Regions from separate parts of the Mus musculus genome. Here regions 2 and 3 are each linked to region 1. The links are chromatin contacts, called in public promoter capture Hi-C maps. All regions are on one chromosome and are shown on one strand. The core of a region is the stretch at or near the end of the contact, and the rest is flanking DNA. Distances in the headings are between cores, read along the strand shown.

Evidence for each region. Promoter capture Hi-C pulls out the DNA fragments that hold promoters and counts their contacts.
Region 2: a contact with region 1 is called in a promoter capture Hi-C map of liver, with 3 times the contacts expected there. The contact joins the promoter of Atmin here to the promoter of 4933408N05Rik in region 1. A contact is called at or near these places in 2 of 39 promoter capture datasets (hippocampal neurons and liver).
Region 3: a contact with region 1 is called in a promoter capture Hi-C map of hippocampal neurons, with 5 times the contacts expected there. The contact joins the promoter of Chst5 here to the promoter of 4933408N05Rik in region 1. A contact is called at or near these places in 2 of 39 promoter capture datasets (cranial neural crest and hippocampal neurons).

The regions. Positions count from the first base shown.
Region 1 is chr8:114,349,458-114,353,435 of GRCm38.p6, reverse strand. 4933408N05Rik (RIKEN cDNA 4933408N05 gene) reads left to right here and starts at 1,958. Exons shown (of 3, transcript NR_045831.2): 1 at 1,958-3,042. The region is part of intron 7 of Vat1l (vesicle amine transport protein 1 like); the gene reads right to left.
Region 2 is chr8:116,941,475-116,945,452 of GRCm38.p6, reverse strand. It overlaps Atmin (ATM interactor), which reads right to left and starts at 2,060. Exons shown (of 4, transcript NM_177700.4): 1 at 1,703-2,060. The coding sequence starts at 2,026. Cenpn (centromere protein N) reads right to left here. Exons shown (of 12, transcript NM_028131.3): 12 at 3,950-3,978. It also overlaps a transcript of Cmc2 not described here.
Region 3 is chr8:111,908,011-111,911,988 of GRCm38.p6, reverse strand. It overlaps Chst5 (carbohydrate (N-acetylglucosamine 6-O) sulfotransferase 5), which reads left to right and starts at 1,790. Exons shown (of 2, transcript NM_019950.2): 1 at 1,790-1,857.

The DNA.
Region 1 (3,978 bases), core at 709-3,208:
GTCTGTTCCTCTCTCTATGGGAGCCTTCTTCAGCTTAATCCTCGAGGTCACTGTTTTTCCAGTCTCAGCTTGTCCCCGGTTCTGCTGACAGATTTGGTGATATGGTTTTGGGTGTCCAGTGTTTGGGATTTGCTGAGAATTCAGAAGCCAGTGATGTGGAACTACACATCAGCTACACCTAGAGCTAAAGGAGCATTCTATAAGAGTCAGGTGTTGGCCACAAAGCAGTGCATTTGCTGCACAGTAGAGCCGGGTGAATGAAGGAGCAGAACTGCCCTTACTTTGCATACATAGAGAATGGGAACCAGGGAGGTGAATCCGCCTATGGTTGTTGATGTGGCAGAGAGAAGAGCTGTGAGTTCAGCCTAAAACACTGATAAAATAGGTACATTTGGGGTCCAGCGAGATGGCTCAGTGGGTAAAAGTGCTTGTTGCATAGGCCTGGAAACCCAAATTCAGTTCCCCAAATTTGTCTCATGGTGGGAGGAGTTGTCTTCTGACCTTTACGTATGTAGTGCATGTGCGCGCGCGCACACACACACCATTCTCTTTCTCTTCCTTTCTCTCCTTCCCTCCCTCTCCTCTCCTTTCTTCCCTCTTTCTCTCACTTTTTCTCTTTTACACACACGTGATAATTAATAATAATAATAATAATAATAATAAATATATGCATACAGATTAATATCAATACCTGAGACTTATCTTAACTACTAGGGACTGTAAAGGAAGGAGGCATAAGTGTTCATCACTGTGGGAACAAGGGTATCAATATTCCATTACTGATGCTTTTGAATGTGATTTAAACATTCCAAAAGGTTTATAAAATGTGAGCTTCGGTCATTCTTCCCAAGCAACGACTATAACAAGGACTTGAGTACCCAAGTTCTTATCCACGCTGTCAGATTGTGATGATGATGTTATAAAGGATTTGGGCTCCTTACACAGCCAAGGCTTAGAGATGTGTTATTCCCATCTCCCCAGAGAAAGATGTGCCTTTTCCGTCAACCAGTCCACCTTGGCCAAGGTATAAACTTCAACCAGCTCTCTGCCAGGCAGCAAGCACAGATGAATGCTTGCAACAGCAGCATACCCTGGAAAAGCCTACAGGCTGGGAGAGGAGGGAGGGGGCCAACGAGACAGTCAATTCCCAGAGAGTGTGGGAAGAGCTACGTTCTCAGAATGAGTGAAGAGGCGTGGGAGCCCAGGGGAGGAAATGACTCAATTTGGAGAAAAGTGGCGTTCCGCGCTGGGGTTTCAGGAGTGGAGAGGCGTTTCCGGAAGAGAAGCTGTGTACGGTCAGACCTGAGTTCTGAAGAGGAGTAGGTGGCTCAGTCAGGGAAATGGGAGTGGGGGTGGCGCCTTGCTTCCTGGAGGGGGTGGGGGGCACCGTTGAAGCATGCAGGGGCGGCTCTGTGAGGAGTAGTGAGGTGCGGTGAGGGAATCAGGAAGACTTTCCTGAGGGCAATGTTGACAGGTGAAGAAATTCGGAGTCCAGTGAGGACAGGAAGTGAGGGATGCTTGAGGGGAGGAGCTGACAAGATCTGAGGTGTACAACTAGACCCTGTCTTTAGGATCATTTTGGGTAGTCAGACAATTCCCCCAAGTGGTGGAAAGGATTCTGCACAGTGATCTGTGTTTTGGAAGAGCCTGTCAGGGAGAGATGAAATCTGAGTAATTTGGTTTATTGCCATTTGTTTCCATTAGTGCTGGAAACAGATGGTCTCATCAGCCTTATGTTGCCCTTGTCAGCATCTGTGTGACTCCAAGGTCTAATTTTTAATTATCCCTGACCATTGGCAGGGACATGAAGGGGAAACGGGAAAGTTCCAACCCTTAAAAAAAAAAAAAGAAAAGAAAAGAAAAGAAAAGGTTTCCTTTGCATCTTTTCTGCTTGCCTATCAGTTATTTTTTCTTTTAACCACCGAGGAATATCTATTAGCCTGGGTTCTATGTTGCCATGGTATCAAGACCAAACAAACCTTAATATATAGGGAATCCAAGGGTACAGTCGAAGGAGACACTGTCTTCCAGCAACTGGGCGATGTGTTGGCAGAGCCTTGTCAGATTGAACACTGGTCCTAAACTGGGATTCATAGGTGGTCAGAGCAGACTTCGTGTAAAAGCGTGGCTGGTGGATAATAGAGCTGGTGGCCCTCTAGAGCCACGAGGAAGAGAACAGGTTTGGGAAATTTCGCACAGCCAAGAGTTTGGTAGGAATTGTTAGGAAGTCAGGCAGCAATTCCTCCAGATTAATAAGAAGCGAGCCTTAGCTACTCTAAGCAGTGTTAACAGCTGTTTGTGGGGCCTAGAGAGATTGCTTAGCAATGAAGAGTGCTTGCTGAATTTGCAAAGCATCTGAATTTGGTTCCTCACTCCAGCATCCAGTAGCTAACAACTAGCTCCAGCTCCGGCTCCAGCGGCTGCCTCTGAGGGCGTATATGTATATGTATATGTATATGTATATGTATATGTATATGTATATATACATACATATATATGTATATATACACACACATACATACACACACATATATATGTATATATATACATATATATACACATATATATACATATATATATATATACATATATATATACATATATATATACATATATATATATGGTCTATGTTTTCAGAAAGTATAGAGACAAAGGTTCTTGGGGGAAAGTGCTCTTGTGTGTGTGTGTGCGAGATGTGTCTGTGTAACAGGGTTCTGTGTTGCTCAAACTGACATTGTACTTGCATTATTGAGTGCCTGGTGTGGTGGTTTGAATAGGAATGCCCCCCCCCCCCGACTTGTGGATTTTAAAACCTGGTCACCAGGGCATGCCACCATTTGAAAGGATTAGGAGATGTTGGAGGAAGTGTGTCAATGGAGGTAGGTTCTGAGGGCTCAAGGACCCAAGTTAGGCCCAGCATCTTTTTCTTCCTACTGCCTGTGGATCTGGCTGTAGAACTCTGAGGGTCTTCTCTAGCACCACGGCTGCTTATATGTCACCACGCTACCTCCTATGACCACAATGGACTACACCTCTGAAACTGTAAGCAGGCCCCATTTAAGTGCTTTCCTTCATAAGAGTTGCCGTGGTCATGGTTTCTCTCCACAGTGGCAGAACTCTGACTAAGACACCTGGCTTTAATATTTTTTTTTTTAAAAATCACTTCTTTATAAGATGTATTTTCAGTTTTTGACTATCTTTCACACACAAAGAACTGCTTTTATTCTGATATTTTCTACATCGATTTTGTCATACTCCATTCTTATCCAGCCTTGCCATTTTCTTTCACCACCTCTATTTTGTAGAGGTCAGGTCTTCACCCCCACCCCTATTGTAGAATACTGGCCTCTGAGCAAAGCAGGCGCTGCCTTCATTGAATTGCTTGTGCCTGCTTGCAAGAGACCATCATTCCCTCAGAGAAGGGGGGGCTTTGGGCCACCACCTGAGATTCCAGATGCCCTTCTCAGCATCTGCATGTAATCCTGCCCTAACTGCACATGGTCTTTGGGGGTGGGGGACATCTCTGGGGTGCCAGAGTATACAGGATGGGGGAGGTTAATTGAAGAGGGGCTCTATCCATGGATCAGGTGGGAAGCTGAATGAATTCCCCCAGGACGTCTGCTTTGGCGTCTGTAGTGGCTATTCCTGGTTGTCTACCATCTACATCTGGAATGAACTACAATCCAGAATTGGAAGCCTCACCAGTGAGCCTAACCTGGAGGCTGGGAGATACAAGTTTCTGACCTGGATCTTAGCATGGAGATCTTGAGGCATAGTGGCTATGAATTAATCCCAGAAGATTAAGACAGGGAGATATCAAAATTCCTGAATAGAACAGCAATGGCTTGTGCTGTAAGATTGAGAATTGACAAATGGACCTCATAAAATCGCAAAGCTTCTGTAAGGCAAAAGACACTGTCAATAAGACAAAAAGGCCACCAACAGATTGGGAAAGGATCTTTACCAATCCTAAATCAG
Region 2 (3,978 bases), core at 811-3,310, 2.6 Mb before region 1:
GTGAACTCAGGCTAGACAGGGTTCCATAGCAAGACCCCGCCTAAGAACTGAACTGAACCAAACCAAACCTGTACTGGCTCAGACATGTTCTTCCTGTCACGTGTCATACCTGCCCTCCTGTGTATTTCTGAGCTGTGAGCACCAATCTAATGTACATTATCACACCACTTCACCACAGCCAGTGGCATCTCTGTGCTTCCAAGGCAGAACCAAGTTGTAGGGGTACAGTGCTCCCCCAATAGCAGGTCCAGATTAAAGAACAAACACTTCGCTAAGAAATGCTGGCTAGAATCACTGTGGCCAACACCAAGGATGCCCTTGGTCAGAGCAGCAGCTTTGTTTTGTGATCAGAAATCACCCGGGGCTGGAGCTGAAGCTGGAGCCCAGAAGAGTGCTTGCCTAGAAAACCTGGGTTTGGTCCCAAGCACTGAATAAAAATGGGCATGATGATGCATGCCGGCAGCCTCAGCATTTAGGAGACTTCAGGAGCATTTAGGGCAGGAGGATCAAGAGTTCAAGGTTATCCTCAGCTACATGGTGAGTTTGAGGATAGTTTGGGCTATACAAGGACATGAACTATCCTATCAGCAAGGGGGACAACACTGAAGGCTGGTGACCGTTGTTGAATGCAAGTTGTAAGGAGCTGAGGGATTAGGCCATGGAATTATTACAGGCACACTCACTCTCCACCCCCCTAAATCATGGTGAGAGAAAGAGAGAATTTAACATTTAGGATGAAAGAGGAAGCTTCAGGTTGGAGCCTGTAGTGAGTTGTGTTCTGGAACGAGGCTCAAACCTTTACACAGAACTTCCTCAGCTTGCCCCTGCTGACATTTCCTGACTGACCTTTCCCTGACATCACTGTTGCCTTTTGTTGGCCTTACTACACTTATTGGCCTTACTACAGAGTAAAACCTAAAAGTTACAGTTGGGGAGTTCTCAGGGGTGGGGGTGGGGGATGCCCACGGTGAATTCACCTGCAGGTCAGAGAGATCCTGCAACCCTCCAAGTAATGACTCAAATCTGACCAGGGGAAAGGCGCACAAAACTGCTTTCAGTGACTTGCGTTTTCCAGTTGGAGCACTGGGGGCACTGAGATCTGACGGTGAAAGGAAGCTTTCTACTGTAAAAGCTGAGCAGCTGTGACTTAACAGGTCTGGCATGGGGGCCCTAACATCTGATTTCCTCCCCCAAGCTTCCAGAGTATACCATGGGTTTGAAAGCCACCGTCCCCATTTATGTAACACGGAGAGGTCTTGGTCAGACATCCGTCATACCAGCTACCGGTGAACCTCCTCCTTACAGATCCACGGGAGAAACCTCCCTCCCCTCTCCTTCCTGCGCAGAGTTGATCTCAGCAGCCTCGTGAAACTTGCAGCTCAAGTGCCCAGAGTCCAACCCAACCCGCAGCCGCTTTTGAGTGACCAGGTAGGACCCACCGGCAGTTTCGTGGGAGGGGCGGAAAGCCTGCGGGGTTGCATCTGGGTGCCTTGGCGACATCACCTGTCGCTCATCCTTGGAACCTGAGTAAACAGGCAGGCTCCCCGAGGTGTTGTGGGCACGCCACCGAGAAGCTGCTTGCCCGGTGCGTTGTGCGCGCTCCCCCGCGCTCTCGCCGTGCTCGGTCGGTCGGGCGCAGGTGGCAGGGCACGGCGCAAACCCCGCACACCCCGCGCCCGCGTCCCCGCCGCGGCCCGCTCACCTGCAGTCGGTGGCTCTTGACGAGGTGCATGTTGAGCGCAGGGCTGTTGGGCAGGATCTTGCCGCAGCCGCGCACGGTGCACAGAATATTGGTGCGCACAGCCCGGGACAGCTCGCTCACAGTCGGCTGGATCAGCTCCCGGGCCGGTGGCACCGGGGCCGCGGCCCGAGCCCTGGCCGGTCTCGGCCGGCTGCCTTGCAGTCGCGACTCGGGCGGCCTCCACGGGCTAGAGGCGGCGGCGGCTCCCCGCGTGCTCGCCGGCGTGGCCGGGACACCCGGGGCCGGACCCGCAGAATCGGCCGCCGCCGCCTCCGTGGCCGCCATGGCTCCCGCACGGCCGCCAGGCCCCTCTCGCAGTGCCCGCCCCCGCCGCAGCCACTTCCGGCAGGGGGCGGGGCCTCCGGGCTCATTAGCATCCGGCCGGTCGGTGGCCGCAGCGCCGCCCGCCGGCCGCGGCGAGCGCGTGTTGGAGGTTGAAGTCCCATGTGCTGGGAGAACAGGTGAATTGGATAGGTTCCATGAACCCACACTTTCTACTTCCTAGGGACCTGAGCTCAGGCAACAGCTGGATAGAAGAGAAAGAGATGCTTTCAGGTTTAACCTTTTTTTTTTGACCGTTGATTTATTGTTATTAGGAATAAATTTTATATTGTAGACTATTTGATTAGCATGCTTAAGGCCCTGGATTTGATCGGTAGCACACTAAAAACAAAACAAAACAAACTTATCTTATTCTTTGAGGCCCCGCCTGGCCTCAGAATCCCCATATAATCAAGGAGTCCTTGAACTCCTTATTCTCTTACCACTACCTCCATACTCCTGGGGTTTTACTAAGCCTAGTGGTAGCGTTAAAGATTGAACCCAGTGCCTTAGACGTGTACTCTGCCAGCTGAGCTACAGCCCAGCCCCCACAGACTAATTCTCTCTTATCTCTGAAGAGGGAAGAGTCTGAGGTGGATCTAGTCGGCTGAAAGCAAGGTGTCAGCTGGGCTTGTTCTTCCAAGGATCTTGCCTTTTTCAGCGTCTAGAGGTCACCTGCATTTCTTTGCCAATGGGCCTTCCTTTACACCAAAATCAGGAATGGGAAGTTGAGTCTGTCACATTTCATAACCGACATCTATCGTCATCATGCCACCTACTACATTGGACCTGGGTATCACAGGGCCAATGGGCTCAACTGCAGAGTCCCTTTGCCTTGGGGACATACTCAGACTCCAGGAATTCTGAAGCAGGCATTTTTGAGAATTGTTCAGCATGACGCTAGGCTTTCTTGTTCAGATTCCAGGTCCAGATTCCTGCCAACTGTACCAGGGAGAGTTACGAAGTAGAATAAATACCCCAGCAAGTGCAAGGGCTTCGGCAGTTCCCATTCAGCCACTCATGAACCTTGTGGGCAGAATGACTTCTTTGTATGTGACTGACTGGTCGGGAGAGTGGTCAAAGGGAGCTAGTGGGGCTAGGGGGATGGCTCTGTGGTTAAGAGCACTTAATGTTCTTACACAAGACAGGTTTGATTCCAAGCACCCAAATGGTGGTTTACAACCATCCATAACTCCAGTTCCCAGGCACGAATGTGGTATACATACACAGATGCAAACAAAGCACTCATACAAATAAAATCAAACCATCCCCCCTCCCCCTTAAAAAGGTATGTATGGAGGAAATGTCTTTAAGCCTTAGTTAGGGTTTCTATTGTGATAAAACACCGTGACCAAAAAGCAAGTTGGGGGAGGAAAGGGTTTATTTGGCTTAGACTTCCAGATTGTAGCCCATCACTGGAGGAAGTCAGGACAGGAACTCAAACAGGGTAGGGATCCGGAGACAGGAACTGATGCAGAGGCCATGGAGGGGCGCTGCTTACTGGCTTGCTCAGCCTGCTTTCTTATAGAACCCAGGATCACCAGCCCAGGGATGGGACCATCTCTCTCATCAATCACTAATTAAGAAAATACCCTTCAGCCTGAAAATACCCTTGCCTGCAGCCTGATATTAGGAAGGCATTTCCTGAAACTGAGATTCCCTCCTCTCAGACAACTCTAGCTTGTATCAAGTTGACGTGAGAACTTGTCAGCACAAAGCCCAAATACTCAGATCACTGAGGGACGAGGGAAGCGCCTGACATGTCTGACCAAGCTAAAACTTAAAATGGTTCCATATCGGATGACCCACAGCCTGTACACATTACTGTATAAGTATTACTTAGTCCTTTCACGACTATTTGTATATTCATCCAAAGGAACTGATAATGCGTTTGTCAGTATCTTTATTCACAGATC
Region 3 (3,978 bases), core at 541-3,040, 2.4 Mb after region 1:
GCAGGGACCCTGGGTGTGTGTGGGGTGGTGACGGTGGAGAATAGGGAGAGAAGAGCTTCCCCGTGGTTCTGACTGACTGACTTTAATAGCCGTCCTCTGCCAGTGCCCTGCCTAAAGACGCTGGCGCTTTTGTTAGGTCTTTGGCAAAAGTCCCCTAGTAACAGAAGATTTTTTTTCATTGGAATCCATATGGCAAGTGGGAGGCTCAGGCTGGAAACTTACAACTGTGTTTGGTGAGTATCAGCTTTTCAGATCAGATGTTGGGTGGTTCTAAGCCTACTTGGCACAGAATGGCAAAAGGAAAAATAGTGGAAATATATACAGAATTGCAGCTGAGCTCTAACCCAGAGTCTGAGTTGATTACTCATCCCGGGAAGGTGGATGGGGAAAGGTCTGATTTTGTCACTTGATCCGTTCAGATTCTGTTTGAGTGAGGTGAGGCCTGGGTCCCCCCTACTCTGTTCATTTCTCCCCCCCCCCCCCCACTTCTTCACATTCATGCATTTCAAAGTAAGTTTTGTACATTTTTGGCCAGGTAAATTCTAAAAGTGTCTCCTGGAGAAAATATGTAAATCTCACGAGCCTCGATTAAACTTATTTAATGTTATGGAAACAGGGTCTTGGAATGTAACCCAGGGTGGTCTTACACTTCAGGTAATCCTTCTGCCTCAGTTTCTCAAGTGCTGGAATTAATTACAGGAATGATTCACCAAACCTGACTTTAAATTTTTGTTTTACTTTTCAAAACAGGGTTTCTCTGTAGCCCTGGTTGTCCTGGCACTCACTCTGTAGACCAGGCTGACCTCGAACTCAGAGACCCACTTTCACATCCCGTGTGCTGGAATTAAAGGCCTGTGCTGCTACCACCCAGCTCTGAAGAAAGTAACCGCCATCTAACTTTACCCAGAAGTTAGTAGACAGCATTCTCTTAGAATGCAGCTATTTATTTATTTATTTGTTTATTTATTTTTGTGCTCATTGTAGCTTCCCCGCCCCCTGTGGTAAATACCACTTCTTTGAAAGTTATATATAAATCTTCATTGTTGGTTTATTTCCTTAAGATAGATTCAGAAAGAAGTTACTAGCTCAGAAAACTCATGGTCATGGTTAAGGATCCTAATTTTATCTTGCCAAGCCGCAAGCCCGGAAAGGCTCCCAGAAGGGACTTGAACCCCCACCACGGATTTACAAATCTCCCACAAAGCCCTGCCTTCTGCATATGCTTGGGCTCTGCCCTATTACTTGTTAAGAGGAGAAATCTCTTTTCTGCGATGTGTCCAGTGTTTATCTGGACCTGCACCTCTGGGTAGAGGCGTGTACCCGAAGGGGATGGCAGCTGCAAAAACTACCTGTTCCCTCGGCCCCTCCCGACTCCGCTGTTGTTTAGGAGGCATCCTGGTCCCCCTGGCATCAAGGTGTCTGTTTGGATAGTTGCAAAGATGCCACCCTCAGAGGAGGGGGCAAGATAAAGATTCAATTTCCTGCACAAGGGCCTTTTGTCCTCTGGAAGCTTCTTCCCTCGGGACAGATATTTTCGGTCCATTAGTGGGGCCGAGCGGTGGCTCTGCCAGCAGGCTTGATGATCCATCCACCCCACCCCGTGGGGGGCGGTCAGTGTTCCGGGAGCCCACCTGTGTCCTCCACCTTCCTGCCCTCGCCCCCCTCCCCCGCCCCCGGGCGTGGCCCACCACGGTCACGCCTGGGAAGGATAGAGGAGCCCTAGGCCAACTGGCTGCCTCCTTGCTCCGATCCCGCCCTGGCTCCCGCCGGCGGCCCCAGGCAAAGAGCCACCACCGACTGAGCGGCTCTTTGTGTGCGCCCTGGGTGCGCAGCGCAGAAGCGCAGCGGGCAGCGCAGGTAGAGCGGGGCCGGGACGGGGGAGGGGACGGGGTGCCTGCTCCAGGGTGGGGGGCCCGGGTCTTCGTGATAACTAAGGTTAAGGATAACTAAGGACTCCTGCACCCCAACATCTCGTTCTTACTGCTCTTCCGGGATTCCTATCTGGTTTTCTCCAAGTGTTTCTTATATGTTAGTACCCCATCGGTGCCCTCTAGATTCCCGGGCCGATGTCACTGGATGTCCCTTCTTCGCTGTGGGATCGTAAGAACGGAGTCTGTCCCCGTGGATTCCCAGGGAAGAAGGACTGCTTGTGGGGTAGAAATCGGAAGGGACCAGTCCTAGGAGTCTTTGTTGAGCCTGGGGAGAGAGCGGTTCTCCTCTGGGCGGCAGGGCCAGTTCGTGGGCAAACTCCAAGCTTTCGGGTATAGATGAGTAATCAGGTCTCCAGGTGGGATGTTCCATTTCAAGGAGGGATTTGGACTGAACTGGAGACGCAGCTCTCGTAGCTCACCGGTCTGACAGCTTAGCCAGGCTTGGTGGCGAGAGTGAATTGTGTATAATGTGTGTCATAGTGACAAGTTATGGTTCGCAGGGCTCTTGGAAATGGTCAGTCCGCCAGGGGCTTCACCCCTCCTTTCCCTCTCCCATCCACTAGTAGTGCATCATTTTAAGCTTGCTCAAGAGCTTTGTCACAGAATGCTGAAGAAAAAAATTAGTTTGCAACCAGATCTAGAATTTGGGTCTAGTGGCTTGGCTTTTCGATGTTCAGTCTTGGACACAGCAGTGGGTTTTCTTGGCCGCAGTATGTGCTGTGCGCACCCCAAAAAATGTTCCTTTCTCTTTCCTCCTAATACATAGCAGGAAGGGGAAACAAATTCAATTCCCCCCACACTTCGGAAGGAGGGCTTAAGGGTTCTGGGATTTGAGGCCTGATTACTTGGTACGGTCCAGGCTGTCACTGTAGCCCAGGGTGGCCTGGCCTCCAACTCATAAATTCTGGGATTACAGGACTGTGTTGCCATGCTCTTAGCTAAATACACCAAATGCTGTCTTTTTTTTTTTTTTTTTTTTTTTTTTTTTTTTTTTTTGAGACAGGGTTTCTCTGTGTAGCCCTGGCTTTCCTGGAACTCACTTTGTAGACCAGGCTGGCCTCGAACTCAGAAATCCACCTGCCTCTGCCTTCCGAGTGCTGGGATTAAAGGCGTGCGCCACCACGCCCGGCTAAATGCTGTCTTTTTAAAGATGAGGGAATTGAGGCTCGAACACGGGGGGGGGGGGGGGGGGGGGGGTAGGGGGGGAGGCTGGGGCTAGGCTGACTGGAAGCCCGGGTGCAGAAAGAGCTACATACAGGGAAGAGAAGACAGTGGGTGGGGTGACTCGTTCTAGTCTCATTTTACGAAGGAATCTGACATAGGCTATGAACCCAAAAGCCAGGCTTCCAGCCATGATTTCTCAGTCTTCTGTGTTGTGTGCACTTGTGTTTTCTCTGCCTGTACTAGCTGCCTTTTGTTAGAGTCAGAGGGTCATCAAAGTCTGTCTGGACTGCTGTGCTAGGGGTTTTCTTATGTGAGGAATTTCTCTTAGGTTCATAGAATAATATAATTATGACTCAGATCACAAGATCACCTGACTAGTGGTTTTGTTTTTTGTTTTTTGGGGTGTTTGTTTGTTTGGTTGGTTGGTTTTTTGTTTGTTTGGGTTTTTTTGTGGTTTTTTTTTGGGTTTTGGTTTTTTGGTTTTTCGAGGCTGGGTTTCTCTGTATAGCCCTGGCTGTCCTGGAACTCACTCTGTAGACCAGGCTGGCCTCGAACTCAGAAATCTGCCTGCCTCCCAGGTGCTGGGATTAAGGGCATGCGCCACCACTGCCCGGCTAAGACTAGTGTTATTTTAAGTGCTTTAGAAATATGAGCATCCCCGTCTTGAGTCGGAGCCCGTAAGTTAGGGATACTATGTCCTCTGTTTTATCAATCTAAAGTAAAAAACAGGCACAGAGAGATTAAGTAACCTGGTCCCTCCGATGGAACAGGGTCCAGCTTCTAGCCTCACTGGAGGACACACGCCATGTAGATTTGCACAGACAGGAGTATACTGGATGGTACTGACAGCCTTCAGCATCACCTAAGACAAGTCCATATTGAA